Regions from separate parts of the Zea mays genome. Here region 2 is linked to region 1. Evidence: chromatin contacts called from public Hi-C data. All regions are on one chromosome and are shown on one strand. Each heading gives the region's core, a stretch centred on a gene start, on an enhancer-like site or on the middle of the called end of the contact. The rest is flanking DNA. Distances are from core to core; before and after follow the strand shown. Region 1 holds the start of LOC100274680. Region 2 holds the start of LOC541861 (kinesin-like protein KIN-5C).

What was found. Hi-C and Micro-C count contacts between places; a contact is called where the count stands out from the background.
Region 2: a Hi-C map of ear shows a contact between it and region 1, with 2.9 times the contacts expected there. The contact joins the promoter of LOC541861 here to the promoter of LOC100274680 in region 1. A contact is called at or near these places in 2 of 25 Hi-C or Micro-C datasets (ear and tassel).

Annotation. Positions count from the first base shown.
Region 1 is chr4:53,783,561-53,787,297 of Zm-B73-REFERENCE-NAM-5.0, forward strand. It overlaps LOC100274680, which reads right to left and starts at 2,436. Exons shown (of 10, transcript NM_001148999.2): 1 at 2,298-2,436; 2 at 1,958-1,989. The coding sequence starts at 2,377.
Region 2 is chr4:54,354,743-54,358,199 of Zm-B73-REFERENCE-NAM-5.0, forward strand. LOC541861 (kinesin-like protein KIN-5C) reads left to right here and starts at 2,062. Exons shown (of 20, transcript NM_001349555.1): 1 at 2,062-2,212; 2 at 2,294-2,649; 3 at 2,729-2,867; 4 at 2,971-3,068; 5 at 3,148-3,304. The coding sequence starts at 2,186.

The DNA of each region.
Region 1 (3,737 bases), core at 1,186-3,685:
TTTCCTAGGGACGGCTTCATATGATCTTGGAGCCAAGTCCACAATCCTTTAGCCATTAAGCCATCGATCATTCCAGAACATGGTATGGTCTCCACTTCCTATTTTCGAGATCACAACAATGGAAAAATGCATGGACCTTGTCTGGGACTTGAATTGGACGAGCCGACCAAGATCAGTCCGGATCAGCTTTGGCTAGCCAAAGCCATCTCATGCGCAGTGCCCACCCCATCTCTTGAGAAAGAGGTGTCTCATATGGCAGGATTTTACGGAAACACCAAATACCAACTGAGATCCAACACTTGTGCAGGGTATCTGACTTGGAAAAAAATTAGGACAATGGTGTTTGAGTAACACATGTAAGACTTTCCACAATTGCATTCATACCAGGGTGCACACGACAAAACACAATATTTGGATGAACTTGACAATATCAGGAATCAAGATATCACCAAAAATATTGGAGAGATTCTAAGCTTCCATACTTTCACAAGGAAAGAAGAGAACAATGGAAGGAATGTTATTTCTTTCTCCTTTGATGAGGGGATTCTTTTCGAACTGCACAACAGACAGTATAGCTTCGGGTTTTTTTATTGAACGTGCTTAGCACGTATTTCATAAAGAAGGTAGAAAAGTTACATGGCTTCCCCTATTGCCGGGTGAGCTGCCCATCCACACGTTTCACCGGCGCAAGGAGCGAGAGAGATAGAGAGCACTAGAGCAGAGACTTGCTTAAGACGCTACTACAGAAAAACCTTCATTGGCAGTTATTCCAATGAAGTTCCCGAATACAACATAATCACAAAGAACGACGGTCATGAGAGCTCCAGTTATGTCAGTGACCCACCTTCATTGGCAGAGGGTGCCTTGATTACAACAACGCGACCTGATCGTGTTGAACTAAAAGACTTGAGAAGCGGGGGCTGGATCATCCGGAAAAATGTCCTTTATGTGAGCAGGAGAGGGAGACAATTGACCATCTGCTTGTGAATTGCGTTTTCTCAAGAGAATGTTGGTTCCTCCTTCTAAGGCAATTCGGGCTGCAGGGTTTGGCCCCCCAACCAACGGATATTAATTTTATGGAGTGGTGGCATCAAGCAAATGAAGCTATTCAGGGGTCCTTCAGAGATGGCCTAAACTCCCTCATTATGCTGGGCGCTTGGATTTTGTGGAATCATCGGAACAGATGCATCTTTGATGGCCTTTCCCCTAATGTTGCTAATTTCCTAATCCATGTGGGGGATGAGCGCCGTCTGTGGGAGACTGCCGGGGCCAAGGGGTTGACATCCCTTGTTGCCTCCCTCTCTCATGTAGCCTAGAGTTTTATAGATGAGTCAGTCTATGCTAGTTTCGTTCAGGCCGCCGTAAGGCGTCAGTTGTACCCCGGTTTATTTTAGACCTTGTTTATTTCTTCTTTTAATAGAATGATACGCAGCTCTCCTGCATGTTCGAGAAAAAAAAACTTTAGTCAGGAGAACCAAACACCCCCTAATAACTTGTCTCATTGCATCAATACCTTGACATTGTATCTGCTTGGTTGTACTATACAAGACCACTCAATGTACATACAAATCATTGGGATTCTGGGAAACAGTAAGCAGTGTAGAAAGGTAACAGGTAATCACACAGAAATGTGTCTAGGCTTCCAAACTTTCAAAAGGAAAGAAGAGAGCAGTGAAAGGAATGTTATTCCTTTGTGGCTTTGTCCTTCGAGGAGGAAGGTTCTTTTTCGAACCGCACAGCAAGGGGTATAGCTTCGTGTAATAACTTGGCGCCTTGCATTAATACCCTGGCATTCTATCTACTTTTCTACACCACAAGACCACTCCATGAACATGCAGGTCACCGCGGGAGAGAGCAGCAAGCAAAAAGTGTAGAAAGGCCCAAGGTAAAGACAGAGATGTGTAAGCAACGCAAGTGTAAAAAGAAAGGCCGAGGGTAAGCAGATAGAGATATGTACCTTCGGAATCCCATGAGATTGCCACAGCGGGCCTGCACGATGGCAAAGAAAACAAAGCTCAAACACATAAAAAGCCGAAGAAATCTATATTTGCCATGACAGCAAACACAACAACGGCGACACAGCGGTTTCTGGTCTAGCGGGGGAATCCTATCACGGCAAACAACAACTGCACGAACTTTTTCGCATCTAATGGCTGAATAAGTAAAAAAACTACTACAATCGTGCACCCTCATAGCGAATTTCACCAGAGAAAAAGGTAAGCAACTGAACAGTAAAATCCCCGTCCAGGGGGGGGGGGGGGGGGGGGGGGGGGGGGGGGGGGTGGGCAACAACGAACTTGAGACGGAGATCCCCGTCCAGTAGATCGGAGGCATCGGGTCCTAAAGGAACCGGAGGCGAAGCGGCGGCGGCGGCCATCAAACGATTCCAATCTTACAACCGGTAGCCGTCGGTTGGGCGAGGGTGGATGACAGGATGAGGGAAGGTTGGGCGGAAGGGTCAGACTTCAGAGAAAGTCATTATGTCCGATGAAGCTCTGCTGTGTGGACCCACGGTTAACCATCTCGTTTATCCCGATTTCCCGCTTCCTATCCAGAAAAAAAAACGAAAACTGCTGAACGGTTTGGGCTTTCAAATTTAAAAAAAAAAATCCGTCAAAACGCGCCTATATCGAGCGTTTTCGGTTAAACCTTGTTTATTTTTGAAAAATAAAAAATGACATAATTTGTTTGTAATCGGTTGATTGTATGATGCACACTGAATAATAATAGATTCACACAACATTTGATCACTAAAATCGCATACACCTTACATATGCAAATTTGAATTCATATAAAGTTTTTGCACAACACATAATTCCACATATGTCGAATGATGAAGTATCCACGTATTCAGATTGAGCCATAATATTCAAGCATGCTAGAAGCATTCGGGTATAGCCTCATTCAATATACAATGATCATATACAAAGATATGAAATATAATCAGCAAAAAAACATGAATGACATTTGTTGGGGTGAAGGCTAAACATGACCTCGATCAACGACACGAAGGCTCGACCCCTCGATCAACGACACGAAGGCTCGACCCCTTATTTTAACTAACCATACTTGTACAAGATCACGGGCGACCGGGGCCTACGCTATGTAGCAACTTCGACGAGGCCTTCGACTTAGCACCTAATGATCGATTGTAACCCAAAATCCTATTTTTGGATTTATAAGAGTTATCCAAAAGATTAAGAATTAAAGTGAGTCCTAATAAGGGTTCCTCATTTTTTTAATTTATCTTCTCTTGAAGTGAATAGATGGCGATACAAAAAATGTTGTTAGAGATAGACCCTAAAAATTTTAAAACTAGAGGTTAATTTCTCAATACAGGAAAAAAAAAACATAATACGAGGAAGTCTTCAACCCATTTGCTAACATGAAGAATTCTCTCTCATGAGCTAAATAATTAAAAATATTTTAAAAACATTTTAATTAATGTAACCCTTGATAAAAGTCATATGCTAAGGTCCTCTAAAAGTAGATAAGAATGGGATATTCATTTTGAATTAATTTACAATTGTAGCCCACACACAAAATACTATATTCCTATAAAGAATAGTGTATGTGTTCCATAGTTTAAACATTTGCTTAAATGAATAATTAACCTAGAAAATAAACATGACTTGCATATCATGTTGGGTTCTTTATATGTTGCATATAATCTGGATATTTTTTGAATCAACTCATATTTACATTGGAATTTCAGAATTTGAAAAGTAAGAAAATCA
Region 2 (3,457 bases), core at 812-3,311, 570 kb after region 1:
TGATCTGCGTCGTGCTGCTCCTATTGCTCGCACTAATCCCAGAGCAGGCTGTGGATCTCACGGTGCACGGTGGCGTAGGGATGGGAGACAAGAAAGTTTGTGGCGTCGGGATCGTTGAAGCCATCGTAGATGCCGACGAACACCTAGCCCTGCTCTTTGGACACCACGATATAGACGCGGTCCTCGCCAGCCTTCCCCTGCACCCACTGCAGCCCAGCAAAACTAACGCCACAGGTGGCGGCGGCATTGACCGAGCCGAGATCCGTAGGCGCGCGACCGCCGTGCGAGAGTCTCCGGCGAAGCACGAGTACAACGCCTCCCATGCGGTCGGATATGGTGGCGCCAGGGATCCGGGGGCGCGGCGGAGGCTGGGTCCACACGCAGGATCCGGGGGCGAGGGCTCAGTGCGGGCACGACTCGGGCTGGGTTAACACACGGGCGGGCGGGCGGGCGCGAGATCGGGGGCGCCATCCATGCCGGTCATCCATGCACGAGATCCGGGGGCGGGGGCTCGGCGGGGGCATGGCTAGGGCTGGGTTCACGCGTGGGCGTGCTCGAGATCAGGGGAGGGGGCACGACGGTCCGCGGGCGTGGGAGAGAGCACGACGGGGCACATAGGGTGCAGACGCCGCAGGACACGGGGGAGCGCGGTCGGGGCGGTGGCTCGTGAGACGGAGGCGACGGGGGCATGGTAAAGCATTGTGAACGTTCACATTGAGTCCTTATAGAGTAGTACAGATTTACAAAGTAGAGGGGAGACAGAGAAATATCAAAACGACGCACGACCCCACTAACAGGCCTATTGGGCCGAGCCCAGTTCACACACGTTGAGGGCTGCCTATCCAACGGCTCATAGCATAAATCTGACGCACCTGCTGTCGCAACCCCCAAAAGTTCGAATTCTCCCTCTTCCCGACCCGCACCCGCTCCTCAGTCCTCCCCCTCTTGATGCAGATATTTTGAAATCTAAGCCACCGCAGCCCGCCCGTCCAGCGCTGCTCTCCGCCGTCGCTTGCGCCATGTCGTCGCGACATGACAAGGAGAAGTCGGTGAACGTACAGGTTCTCCTCCGCTGCAGGTACTTGCCACGGGCAGCCGTCGATTTCTCACTCCCTCTCTCTCGCGCGCAGTCGGTTTCAGCCCCCACACCCCAGATCCGCCGCCCTTTGATCCCCGCGTGGTTGCTTCCGCAGGCCCTTCAGCGATGATGAGCTCCGGAACAACGCGCCGCAGGTCATCACCTGCAACGATTACCAGCGGGAGGTCGCCGTCACGCAGAACATCGCCGGGAAGCAGTTCGATCGGGTCTACGCCTTCGACAAGGTCTGCTGCCCTCTACCTCGTTTCTGACCACGTGATGTGGGAGTTTCAGTGACTGGATGCGTTTCCCCCACCCCATTGATGCTTGCATTTGTTTTTACGGCGATGTGGCTGTGGCTAGTTCTATTTCAGTGTGACCAGTTTAAAATTAGTGAATGATTGGCGAATCCCCACCAGTATTCTATTGTGTTTGTTCCCCTGGTTCATTCTGGGGGGACATTTAATATCTATGGCTGCTTAACAATGAGACCGGTTGCTTGCATCCAAACAAGCTCAATTTGCAGTGCAAGTGTTTAGCTTGTGAATTCAAACAATATTGTTTGACTATAATACTCTTGCTTAATGTGGAACACTCGTAATAAGCACCTGTTCAGGCTGTTCTGCACGTTTTAATTATGCTAGTATAGGCAATCATGTTAAGTTACTATCAAAAGCTTGGGCAATTCACTTATTATATTTTAACACCCTCTCATGTCTAACGTCTCTTGAGTCTCAGATGTGAAATAGGAGCGCACAACAATTTTTTTATTTTAATTGTGCTAATCAGGATTTGAACTCATGACTTTTGGGTGACTTTGATATCATATTAAGTTGCATGTACTTAAGCTGATAGGAAGAGGGCAATTCACTTATCTTATATTTCAACGGCTAGTGCAAGCCGCGCCACAGCTTTACTTTGTTTCAGGTTTGGCTGCCAGGTGCTGAACTGTAACATGCAGTGCCCTATTCCCAGGTTTTTGGACCGACAGCAAAGCAGAAGGAATTGTATGACCAGGCCATTATTCCTATTGTAAATGAGGTTTTAGAGGGATTTAATTGCACCATATTTGCGTATGGCCAGACAGGCACTGGAAAAACATACACCATGGAAGGCGAGTGCAGGAGAGCCAAGGCAAGTCTGCTGTTTTTTATGACTATTATGGTTCCTGGTTGTCTCATTCGCTGGTCACCGATTATGCAAGAATGCTTGCAGAGTGGACCGAAGGGTCAATTACCTGCAGACGCTGGAGTTATACCTCGGGCAGTGAAGCAAATCTTTGATACCCTGGAGAGGCAGAACACCGAGTACAGTGTTAAGATCACGTTCCTTGAGCTGTACAATGAGGAAATTACAGATCTTCTTGCTCCTGAAGAGATATCTAAGGCTGCATTTGAGGATAAACAGAAGAAAGCCTTACCTCTTAATCTTATGGAGGATGGGAAGGGTGGAGTTCTTGTTCGAGGTCTCGAGGAAGAAATTGTTACGAACGCGAGTGAAATATTCTCTCTGTTAGAAAGGGGGTCTGCAAAACGCCGCACTGCAGAGACATTACTGAACAAGCAATCTAGGTCAATCTCAGCCAGTCTTCTTTTGAACTATACCGCTACAACAAACTTTATGTGCTCATTACTACTTTTAACATTTTAGCCGGTCCCACTCTCTATTCTCAATCACTATTCACATAAAAGAGGCAACCCCTGAAGGAGAAGAGCTGATAAAATGCGGGAAGTTAAATCTAGTTGACTTGGCTGGGTCCGAGAACATCTCTCGTTCTGGAGCTAAGGAGGTATTGTATTGTGGAACAAGCTTGAATGCTACTTTTAAATACCTTCATCTCTTAGCATCAATAATATTCTATTCTGAAGTAATGCACTTCCTCTTGACTATAGGGCCGTGCAAGGGAGGCTGGCGAAATTAATAAAAGCTTGCTTACTCTGGGTCGTGTGATTACGGCATTGGTCGAACACCTTGGACATGTTCCTTACAGGTAAGCGGCAGTTGATCATGTAGGTGCAGATACAATAATTGCCGCTTGTTACCTTGCTGAAAGTTCTCCTATCTTTCAGGGACAGCAAACTCACAAGATTGCTGCGTGATTCATTAGGAGGAAGAACAAAGACTTGTATTATCGCTACTGTTTCACCCTCTGTGCATTGTCTCGAAGAAACCCTGAGTACATTGGATTATGCTCACCGGGCAAAGAGCATTAAGAACAGGCCTGAGGTGATATGGCTTCACTTTCTCAGTTTACAACCTTCGTAGTTTCCTTATTCTCGAAGCTATGACTGAAAATGTCAATTGAAAAATAACCTTGTGAACTTATTAGCTCTAACGTTTGTGATTGGATACTGGATACATATGGAAATGTTCTTATTA